2 separate regions of the Zea mays genome follow, and region 2 is linked to region 1. Evidence: chromatin contacts called from public Hi-C data. All regions are on one chromosome and are shown on one strand. The core of a region is the stretch at or near the end of the contact, and the rest is flanking DNA. Distances in the headings are between cores, read along the strand shown. Region 1 holds the start of LOC100216725 (Ribosomal protein L12/ ATP-dependent Clp protease adaptor protein ClpS family protein). Region 2 holds the start of LOC103626829.

The links. Hi-C and Micro-C count contacts between places; a contact is called where the count stands out from the background.
Region 2: a Hi-C map of leaf shows a contact between it and region 1, with 6 times the contacts expected there. The contact joins the promoter of LOC103626829 here to the promoter of LOC100216725 in region 1. A contact is called at or near these places in 8 of 25 Hi-C or Micro-C datasets (bundle sheath, ear, leaf and 1 more).

What each region holds. Positions count from the first base shown.
Region 1 is chr5:120,327,345-120,333,379 of Zm-B73-REFERENCE-NAM-5.0, forward strand. It overlaps LOC100216725 (Ribosomal protein L12/ ATP-dependent Clp protease adaptor protein ClpS family protein), which reads left to right and starts at 2,243. Exons shown (of 1, transcript NM_001143130.1): 1 at 2,243-3,733. The coding sequence starts at 2,891. The coding sequence ends at 3,469. It also overlaps the pseudogene LOC103626825.
Region 2 is chr5:120,852,345-120,858,379 of Zm-B73-REFERENCE-NAM-5.0, forward strand. It overlaps LOC103626829, which reads left to right and starts at 2,780. Exons shown (of 22, transcript XM_008647179.4): 1 at 2,780-3,576; 2 at 4,061-4,148; 3 at 4,241-4,331; 4 at 4,435-4,500; 5 at 4,586-4,720; 6 at 4,824-4,945; 7 at 5,116-5,280; 8 at 5,376-5,481; 9 at 5,593-5,698; 10 at 5,791-5,907; 11 at 6,010-6,035. The coding sequence starts at 2,971.

The DNA.
Region 1 (6,035 bases), core at 993-3,492:
AATTGGAACATAGAGCTTAACTTGAGAAACACGTGCCACCACAAGGGTTTATGGACGCCCTTGGCTGATTAATTAGAAAAGCTAGTGGATGACTACCTTACCCGAAAGGGGCAAGGACAGTAGGGGAGTGGTCAATGTAGGGAGGTCCTTGGTTGATTTTGCTGCGATGGCGGTCAGGCAAGAACCCTGCATTGGAGCTTCCTATAAACTGTAGCGGGTTTTCTGAAGCTAGTGGAACTTTGTAAAGGCCTCGTAGTGTTACCCTGCCTTGCCTCCTCGGTAGAGGTGTATGGGAAGTCGCGATCCCTTGGCAGATGGGTAACTTGACTTGTGGGTAAAGGGTACAACCTCTGCAGAGTGTAAAACTGGTATACTAGCCGAGCTCACGGTCATGAGCAGCTCAGGACTCTCTGATGATTAAATTATGGAACTTAAATTCAATTTTGTCATTTGCATATGCATGGGTTTATTATTAATTTTGTTCTATTATTTATTAAGGTTTGGTATTTACTTACATCTAGTAATTGCTAATAAAAGTTTGACCAACATTAAAAGCAATGCTCAGCTTTAACCATTCTCTTTGATAAGCCTTACACTCCATGAGCTCCCACCTTTGGTGAGTTCATGTCATATTATTCCCCACAACTTGTTGAGTGATGAACACGTGTGAGCTCACCCTTGCTGTCTCACACCCCCACAGGAGAAGAGCAGGTGGTTCAGGAGGAGCCACAAGGCGAGGAGTTTGATCTGATCTAGGTGGCGTTTCTCAGTTGACATTGGCGCTGACGATCCTTAGTTCGTTTTATGTTTATCCTTTTATTTTGTAATAAGTCTTCCGCTATGTAATAAGTACTCTGATGTTTTGTGACATTTATCTCTATACACTCTGTTATTATATATGTTGTCTTCTTGGCGCATGTATGAGATGTACCTGGCTTTGTTCCTTAAAGCCGGGTGTGACAGAAGTGGTATCAGAGGAAATGTTGACTATAGGACGAAACCTAGATAGAAATGGACAGACCCTTTCCTACTTACCTTACTCTGACTCATTCTATACTCATCTCATCTTGATCTTGTCTCACCTTTTGTTGTTCTACTCTGATCATTCTTACCTCCTCTATTCTAAGACAAGATGGATTTCACACCTTGGAGTCCTACCACTATGATCTTTTAAGAGATAGGGAACCCAAGACAAAATTTAAAACTGTTTTCTTTATTTAAAAAAATGATTGGTTGATTGTGTTGATGATAAATGCCTGATTTGCTTCTTTGATTGATTGAATTATTATAGATGGACATCTTAGCATGTACCACCATAAGGTATTGAATTAGCTATGGTAGGGAAGATATTAATCTGCTTAGCTAATAAAATCCCCCAAAGTAACCTGATTTGTAAATACCTGCCTTGTCTACTATTCTCTTACCATATGTATCTAACTCAGATGGTCAATACCAGGCGGGGTGGTGGAATTGATTTACCTCCCAATCGACACACTCGGAGGATATTTAGACAACCCCCCACAGGAGAAGAGCAGGTGGTTCAGGAGGAGCCACAAGGCGAGGAGTATGATCTGATCTAGATGGCGTTTCTCAGTTGACATTGGCGCCGACGATCCTTAGTTCGTTTTATATTTATTCTTTTATTTTATAATAAGTCTTCCGCTATGTAATAAATACTCTGATTATTGTGACATTTATCTCTACACACTCTGTTATTATATATGTTGTCTTCTTGGCGCATGTATGAGATGCATCTGGCTTTATCCCTTAAAGCCGGGTGTGACACTCACCGTTTTGATTCGAAGGCCACCTTCATTTTCTCTTAACTGTATACCTGAAACATATTTATTTATACCGAACTAAGACGAGTTGAGAACCTTCGGCAAAGCAGATCCCAACAATTGACTTAGTCCGGTGTCCCGTTCTAGTACTCCCGTCCTAGTATTTGGTTTGTTTGAAGTTTATTCCGTACTCATACTTTCATACATTAATGACTCGAACTAATTACCCGTAAAGATATTATTACAAGAAAAAGAGAAACGGTTTATAGCAAAAAACAAAAAAAGAGGGCAGAAAACAGGCCGATACTTTCCCATGAGTGCTCCTATCAGTAGGAGTAGGCCCGTTGGTTCTCGCTGGGCCTACTGGGCTGGCTGATCGAGCCGGTCTAACTACCTCTCCCGTTCACCTCCCACTGCCGTTTACCTCACGCTCTCTCGTGGTCGTTGCTTCCTGGCGGCGGCGCCGCCCTCTTCGTCGGGCCATTCACCGGCGACGAGCATTCATCTGGTACTCCCTTCCCGTATCTTCACCTTCATAGCTGTGCGAAATGGACTACCCCAAACCCTAAATGTTAAGCTATGAGTATCCAGATCTGACGCAGTTACATGCATATGTATTATAATTGTACACACAAACTTCGTTTTTTTCGCAAAAAAAGGATTTATCGCATGCACATCATATGTCCACCGATGTCCTGTACTGGATCCTCCCCTGCATTTGAATAGGTGACCTTGAGCTCTCTCCTGAATATCGGTGTGCTCCCACGCAGAACACAGAAACTGGGAGACTGAAAAGTGGGTGGGGGGTTCGTATGAAAGGGACACATTTCTGGCACAAGTTATTATGTTTTCTATTTGTGTAAATGGGATACCTTAAAAACTTGTAAAATGGCCACTCTAATCCCGAATGGCACCTACTGCCTTTGTAAATCTATGTACTCGATCCCATTTAAACTATCATGTATCCATGTTTATGATGCTTATTGTATCAGCGTGCTTCATTCAGAGTGGACTGTGAAAGTTTTTCATCAAGTCTCATTTAGTACTGATTGATACTAGTTTGTTATGTTTCAGGAGGAGAGCATCACACTCATCTAACTGATATTAGGATGAGTCTATGTACAATAGCACGCCGACTATGTCTTTCAAAACCATCCTCTGTGAATCGTCTTTCAGTAATTTGGGCTCATCTATACAGCACCGAGGCTGCAAAGGACACGGGTGCTAAGAAGTACAAGTACCCTGATGTATACGACCCATACGGGCCTATGTCGCTACCGTCAGAGAAAGTTGTGGATCTAGCTGACCGCATCGCTGCTCTCCCTCCTGAGGAGATCAAACAGATTGCTCCAGCCCTTCTATTCAGACTGAACCAAGAGCCGCCACAGGCTATCTCCGGCCAGGGTTTCAGTTTTGGTGCTCAGGGTGGTGCGGGGGTCGGTGCCGGAAAGGCTGAGGAAAAGAAAGCTGAGAAGACAGTCTTCGATGTCAAGTTGGAGAAATTCGATGCTGCTGCAAAGATCAAGATTATCAAGGAGATCAGGACCTTTACGGATTTGGGGCTGAAGGAGGCAAAGGAGCTAGTGGAGAAGGCCCCAGTCATTCTGAAGCAATCGCTCACAAAGGACGAAGCAGAAGCAATCATAGGGAAGATAAAGGCAGCTGGCGGTGTTGCTGTCATGGAGTGAACGAAGGGATGACCATCTCGACACAACACACTTTTATTTCCTATTTTTGTTGCCATGATCAAGCATTTGAATTGCACATTGCAGTGCCTTTATGCTGATGGAGAAAATAGTTTACATCTACGTTGGTAACCAAGGCGAGAGGGAAACTAGAGATTTAGTTGCTATGATGATATTCATGACTTGTTCTAGAATAAGCAGTTCTTTGGGCTCTACACAACTTATTTGGTGGAGTGAATGGATGTTGCCATCAGGGCCAATACCATGAATCTGATGTTCTTGTTGTATCCTCTATGAGTTATGAACACTTCGCAGTTGCTTAGGTACCCTGATATATTCTCTATGTCAGTTACATTGCAGTGTAAAAAAAGTTCTGTTGTTGTAGATCTGGTATGGTTGGATTTAGTTTCCAGTAACAAAAACTTTGATTCAGTTGAAGTGTTCCTCATTACAAATTTGTAAAGCTGGATAAGCATTCGATGTCATTCATATCAACATACCAGTGGCGCAAGGACAACATCATTGCCTTGCCCTTCAAATTTGAACCCTATCCTGCATGTGACTCCCTCATTCCATCCTCCGTGCTTGGAGGAAGAAGCAAAAGTCAGTCCCGTCATCCTCGATGCTATTCCCTCCACTGTCCTCTTTTATCTCCGGCGGCGCACCAGGCTTGAAGACAAAGACTGCCTGCGCACCTGGTCCGGCGAAGAGCCAGTCGTGAACGTCCCAGATCACCTGCACCGGCGCCTGGTCGACGAGCAGCGTCTCGTTGCCCCGGAACTTCCACTGCAGGCTCTTGACGTGCAGCAGCACGAAGCCGTCCACCGTGATCCACATTTCGGGATACCTGCTGGAGCCCGCGGCGGCGAGCGTGCAGTCGATGACGATCTCGTGCTCCTTGCTCCTCTTGGCGACGAGCCGCGCGCGCGCCGCGAAGCTGCGGCCGCCGAACACGCTCTCCCGGCGGCACACCAGCACGGCGTCCTCCAGCGACGCGCGCGACTTGGTCCGTTTGCACGCGTCCTTCATGCCGTCGCCGAGCAGGAGGACGACTTCGTCGTTGCTCACCAGAGCGATGTAGTAGCCACCGGCGGGCTCCGCGCCGCTGCCCGCCGCGAACTTGGCCGAGCGCAGGTCCCAGAACATGTCGACGTGGTCGCCGCCGCCCACGTCGAGCGCCTTGCCGCCCTTCTTGCTCCAGAACGGCCAAGGCTTCAGCTCCACCTTGTGGGTGACCGGCACGTCGCCGTCGATGGAGATGGTGAAGGATTGGTTGATGAGGCTCCTGCTCCAGGTGGCAGTGACGAGGCGCTGTTGATCTTGGCGAGGAACACGGAAACAGTGGAGCACTGCGCCGCGGCCGCCGCCGAGGACGGCGCCCCGGCCCTGCCGGTGGCGGAGTCGTCGCAGGACGTCGCGGCGTTGCTGCACCCGACGCGCTCCTCCATGGCTCGCAGGATTTGGATCTCTTGTGCATGATCAAAAATCAACCACTCAAAATAATATATATATATATATATATATATATATATATATATAGGAACAAGATCAGCCGCATTGGCATGCAGCGTTCGGCCCACGTTCGTCGTTGCGGTTGCGTTCGTCAAGCACAAGAGCTAGGCTCCTCCATTCTCGCTCGTCATGGGCCGCATGCGTGGCCACCAACGGCATGAATGAATGGGCAATTAGAAAACAATAAGGCCCCGTTTGTTTCATTGGAATTGAATTTCTTTTTAATAATTATAATTTAAGCAAAACTAATTAAGTTTATATATTTATATATGTAATATATTTGTATATTATCTTAAATCATATGAGAGAGATAGTTATATATTACATTAATATTATAACGAAGCAAGAGAAGAGTGTGCTATAAGTGGTAAATCGGAAAAATAGCATGTAAATCTATAGAATCAGTTTCCATCTCTCACCCCATGAATTTGAGATAGGCTTATGTGATAACTTTGGAAAGTGGTGGAATTTCACATTCTAAAAAAATAGTCTATTCCAATAATAAGATTCCAATTCCTTAAAATGAAAGGAAACAAACGGGGCCTAAATGAAACGAAGGAGATGAAATGAATCTAGAATCAAGAAGAGAAAAAAATTGCTGGACAATTCGACGTGTTGAACATACATTTGTTGAGTGCTGTAAATGACCGCGCGGACGGTCCGGCTTTGAGGCCGGAAGGTCCGCGGTCCGAATGGTCCGTGGTGGTTGTATGGACGGTCCACATACGCAGAATCAGTTAGGGTTCCGAGTTTCTCGCAGGATTTGTTATCTAAAACCACGAAATTAGCTCGGAAAACAACTTGTAACGGATCCAGACCTCCCCTTTATATAGATGAAGGGCTACGGTCGATTAAACCTCATACAATCGATCCAATCAAGTCTATTTTTCGTTTTTACCTTATGCATTAGAAGTAGTTCTAGTTTAGCCCTAGTTAGCCTCATTCTACCTCAAATCTTCATCTTTTTTCGACTCTACGTCGATTAGAGGCGTCTTGGGTGGCCTGCCAACGCCAAGACGCACCCTACGATCTCTCTGTGGGAGATAGATATCCTCGG
Region 2 (6,035 bases), core at 1,530-4,029, 530 kb after region 1:
CTTAGATTGCTTTTTTTTCTTTCTCATTCTTTCTTGTGATCAAACTCAATTGTAACCGAGGCAAGAGACACCAATTGTGTGGTGGGCCTTACGGGAACTTTGTGTTCCATTTGATTGAGAAGAGAAGCTCACTCGGTCTAAATGACCGTTTGAGAGAGGGAAAGGGTTGAAAGAGACCCGGTCTTTGTGACCACCTCAACGGGGAGTAGGTTTGCAAAAACCGAACCTCGGTAAACCAAACCCTTGTGTCATACTCTTTATTAGCTTGGGATTTGTTTTCCGCCCTCTCTCTCGGACTCGTTTATATTTCTAACGCTAACCCGACTTATAGGTGTGCTTAAGTTTATAAATTTCAGATTCGCCCTATTCACCCCCCTCTAGGCGACTTTCATATGGATTTGCCATCTCTTGGCAGATGGGTAACATGACTTGTGGGTAAAGATGTGCAACCTCTGCAGAGTGTAAAACTGGTATACTAGCCGTGCTCACGGTCATGAGCAGCTCGGACTATCACATGATTAATCTATGGAATTAAAACTCAATTTGTCATTTGCATCGCATTGGGATTATTTATTTATTACTTTTCTTTATTATTATTAAGGTTTGATATTTACTTATACTTAGTAACTGCTAATAAAATTTTAACCAACTTATAAAAGCAATGCTCAGCTTCAGCCTTTATTTTGTTGATCAGCCTTACACTTCACATGAACTCCCACCTTTGGTGAGTTCATGCACATTATTCCCCACGACTTGTTGAGCTATGAATGTATGTGAGCTCACTCTTGCTGTCTCACACCCCCACAGGAGAAGAACAGGTGGTCGAAGAGGAGCCGCCTAACACTGAGGCTTTCGACTTGATCTAGGTGGCGTCTCCCAGTCAGCTTTGTGGCGCCAGGGAATAATATTTAGTTCGCTTTATTTTATCATTTATTTTTGTAAGACTTTCGCTATGTAATAAGTATATTTATGATATTTATGACATTTATCTCTATGCACTCTGTTCTTATATGTGTTGTCTTCTCTGGCGCATATATGAGATGCACTCGGTTTTGTTCCTTAAATCCGGGTGTGACACTAACCTATTCCTGATCAGGAGGGTGTCGACGTGCTCCGAAAAGGTTCCCTATATACACAGACACTAGTAAACATCAATCCAAGCCGTGTTCAACTCCCTAGGTCATATCGATTGTAAAGAGCCGATCGCTCTCCCCGAGCTCGCATCGGATCCATGCCTCGGTAGCACGCGGAGTCGATGGCTCTCAAAACCCCGCTCCGTCCGCATGGAGCGGACCTGACCTACTATGGCTAAAGCTTCACCACATGACCGGAACATCCTACACGTAATTAGGCCTAGGGGTCATGACGGTGCATTAATGCTGGTTACATTCAGAGGCTTAAGAATCGGCACGAGCCGACTCCCGGAACAGATGCCAGCCGCCCATCAAGTCACTGGAACGTCCAACTACCATGCAAGGCCTAGCTAGGAGGATATTAGATAGATCTTTCATAAACCAAACACTAGCCGTGACAGACCGGATCCGCCACATGGAGACGCAATGGGGTGCCGCTCTCTCGCTCGGGGACCTCACGTGACGACGGCAAAGCACTCACAATCGGTAGACAATATACGTATTATAATGATCCTGCCGATGCATTTCTCTAGGTACTACGATAACTAGTGCATCTCGCCATAAAAAACGCTCCAGTACGAGAAAGCACCAAGATTTTACGAATAAGAACAACACCGCCCTGATCGCAAAGCATGATCAGGGCGACGTGACACTTACCCGTGGAGAACCCTGAAACAGGGGTGGCGATGCGCCAAAGCTTGCGGTCATAATCCTGTGGAGATTTACGATTACCCTAGTAAGTGTTTACATGTACATATTTATAGTCCCAGGGACTCTCTAACCCTAGTGTAACTGATGAGTTCTATCTTTTCCTACTCTTAAGCTAACTTATCATCACACAAATTGTGGATGCTTATCCTGGGGTGCTCTCGCGCAGGGGCACGTCCTTCTGTTCCTTCGGGCCGTTCTTCGCGACCCATCCTGCGTTGCGGCCTGTCTCGGGCTCAGCTGAAATCCGGTGATAACAGGTGTCCCATTGTAGTTGTAGGATTTTCTTTAGAAGTATTAGAGACTTAGAGATATTTTCTATGGTTTAAAAACATTATTGCCCTTTTATTCTAAATTATTTTATTCTAAATTATACGATGCTTTTTTATTTATATAGCAAAAGCTATGTATCTAGTGGTACCAAAGGTATGAAGTGGTGATTTTTATATCAAAAGTTTTTTAAGAAAATCTTCTTGGAACTCATTTAAACATTGTAAATATGCAAATTAGAGTGTTGTGACAAATAATTGAGGAATATAGTTCATCAGATTTTAAAGTTTAGAAGAAAAACCTAAACTACAAAGATAGTTTAGAGGTAAAAGCCTAAAATAGACTTTATTAGGAAGAGATATACAATGCAACGAAACACCTGGTGCAACCGCGGTACAGGGATGAAGGTAAGAAGACTCTTTTATATATTTTTTTCAAAAATCCCACCTTTCTATGGATATTTTTTAAAAGTTTTTTCCAACCTTCATCTTTGTGTCTGCAAAGTTGCACAAATGTGTTTAATTATACCAGATTTATTACCTTTTAATAAACACTGAACATGGGCCCGTCCGAGGCCAGGCTTTGCTTTTCCAGCTCGGCAACGTGCAACGTAGATCCCTTCAAACCCGCGCCCGAGGAACTAGCCGTTGCCATCCCCCCACTTCGCCCACTACCTCCCAATCCCAAGTCCCAACTCGCTCCCCATTCGCCTCCCTCCCACCCGGCTCCTGTCCTCTTCCCCTCCCCAACCAGCCTCCCTCAAATTCGCCGATCCCCAGTAGCGAAACCCACACTCGACAATCCTCTATCAGAATCCCGCTCCCCTACACCACGGTAGCTGAGAAGACGGCCGGCGAAGATGATGTTCACGGAGGGCCTCGACGAGTCGGCGATCAGCTGGATCAAGCAGGGCATGGACTCCCCAGCCTCAGCCCCAGCCCCCGCACCCCCACGGTCCCCGCTGTCGGAGCGCCCGCCGCTGGGACAGGTGGCGGCGGCGCCGAGGAGCCCCGCGCTGCACGCCAGGCCGTGCGGGGCCGGCGCAGGCGTCGGTTTCTTCTCCCCCAAGGGCCTCCCGCAAGTGCGGGTGAACGGGACGCACCACTCGGGCCTGCTCGGCCGCCACTCCGTGCTCCTCTCGGTCGCGGACTCCGATGAGTGGGAGGACGAGAGCGTCGCATCGTGGGGCATGCCCGAGGACTGCTACGGCGGCGGCAACTTCTCCGAGACCGGCGACGAGGCGTGCTCCAGCGACTCCAGACTCATGCGGAGGGCCATGGACCGCTGCGGCGGAGGGTGGGATGAGGAGGTCACGTCGCAGCTGAGCAGGAAGGGCGGCGGCGGCGGGATCGTGCGGGGGCAGTCCAAGGAGTTCCTGCGGGTGGAAGTGCGAGGTGCGGGAGCGTTCGATGCCGGGAAGTGCTCCGGTTCCGGGGCACAACATCCAGTGGACTCCATCTCGCAGGTACGGCTTCTCTTCTGTAGCCAGACGCCAGTGATAATATCTCATGTTTCCACTACGAACACTGCGAATATTTAGTTCTGTTATACCACTTTTTTAGATAAAATGTCTCCCCCGCTTTATTTCTGGGAATTATGAAACAACAGTTCTCACACTCTAAGCATATCAGCATATTTGAGGGTGCCCACCAAAACCAATTTTACCCTCACAGGTACTTACTACTAGGGATAGTGTCCTAAACTCAATTCTCAACCTGGCATGTCAATCAAACTATATCTCTAATGGGAATGCATCGTGCACGCCTGCCTAAGCTTGCGGAATCTGAGAGTTTTTCTTGCCACCATGTTAATCTTGGCTGTTGCTTTGGGCAACACCACCTTAACATCTGCCAGACACCTGTCCCTGGAAACACATAGCACTCTATATAGTCCATAGAACATCAAAAGTCAGAGTCAGTTTCATAAATCTGTTCTCCTTTTATATACAGGGACGCTACTTTGAGGAGCAGGTATTGGGGACTCCTAGTGCCCCTCCAATTGCAGGGGTCGAGGAGGATGTTATGTTTCATGCAGTTGGTAAGGACATCAGAGACTGTGATAGAAATTCATTGATTTAACTTGTCCTGGAAATGGTGTTTTCCTTGGCATTCATATGGTATTGCAAACAGAAAGGGCTGAAATGGATGGAGGGCTTGAGAGGAATGGAGTATCATCAGTAGCAGATATACTGGCCCAAGATGTTCATGAGCTTCATACGAGGTAAATCGAAATTGTAGATTGCTCACAGTTATAGTTTTTATTACATTTTGGGGCAAATCTGGCTAACATTTGCTCTTTGCCTGTTGAAATTATGCGAATTCAGCTCAATTGTTCATGAAGATGGCGTTGAGAATAACTTATTAGCTCAGATACCGAGCTTCACTATTAAGTGAGTTTTGATTTATCTTTAACCTTATTCATTTGAAGATGTTGTTGTCTGCCTCCTGTTCTTATTGCTTGCTTGCTCTCGTCAGTGTCCAAAATGCATGGCAATCCTTTGTTGCATATGATGCATGCTTCAGGTTATGTCTGAATGCATGGGCAAGAAACTGCATGGAAGCTCCAGACTTCCTTCGGGATGAGTGCATGGTACTGCGAAGTGCCTTTGGGTATGCAACAGCTTATGCATGAGTACATGTTCTGAGTAATCTAGTATTACTTCACTATTTTTGCCTTTTAGCACACAACTTATGTGCTTCTTTTTATGAACAGAATACAGAACTTCTTGCTTCATCCAAAACACAATAGTCAAGTTGATGGTAAACAAATGTATGATAAGGATGGAAATTGTACTATAAAGGGAAGGAAACTTGTTAAACAGATTGAGATTGAAGGTATGTATAAGCAATCATTTCAGTCATCAACATTACTCGCCTTGAAACATTACATCGGAAAATTCTTCAGGAAAAGGCTAGCATATTACAATAAGGAATGTCCGAACTGTAAACTTGTAGCAATGTTTGAAAAACAAAGCAAGCTTACACTAACATATTTTTATTAACAGTAAAAAAGATACGGGTTGTACCTCAAAGACCAAAGCTTCGAGCAACATCATCCTTTAGAAATCTCTACATGCAAGCTGGCAGTGAGTATGTCAGACAGATTTCTAAGATTCTGAAGAGCCAGGTTACGATGTTGACATCCACATCATCTACATCTTTGCCGGAAGGTTAATATGAAAGTTTTTGTTTTCCTATAGCAAACCCCAGTCACAGTAATATTTACATCGACAGTAACACAGTGTCTATGGCTCTATGCTTTCAGAAATGTTCACATGCACTCTAGAACTGCAAAGTTCTTGCAAAGGTCATAAGAGAGATTCAATTTCTCCACAATATTTGAAGCCAGGGACTGGTGAATCTCAACTCTTGTAAGTTACATCCTTAGTCGTTGTTCTGTGATGTACTTGCATATTCATTCTTTCATTGGAACTATGAAACAGATAGTATTCTTGAACCGTCTGTTATCACTTATGTTTTAGTTATCTAGAGAGCCAGGGGGATGTTATTCTTGTTGAAGTACAAGACAACAATAGGGTTGTCATAGGCCGTGCAAAAATTCAAGTTTCATCATTGACTGATACTCAAGTATGTCTAAACAAATTCATGAGTTTAGTGCAAATGTTTCATGATAATTCTGTAGTCACTGAAGGAGTTTGTATTTGGACAAATTTGAAAAGCAGCAGGATGAAATCATCAGGTGGTGGCCTCTATATCTTGATGATCAAGATTGTGTCGGAAAAGTTCAGCTTGGTATGAATTTATCCATGTCTTCCAATAACTATGGGTCCGAAAAGGTTAGTTATTCTCATCTTTTCTTTCTCCAAATCCATCAAACATTGTGTTAACCTTGTCTCATCTATATTCTTATAAGAAAACATATTGTATTATCGTTACAGATGCTGCAAGGTGGCCCTGCAGTGGA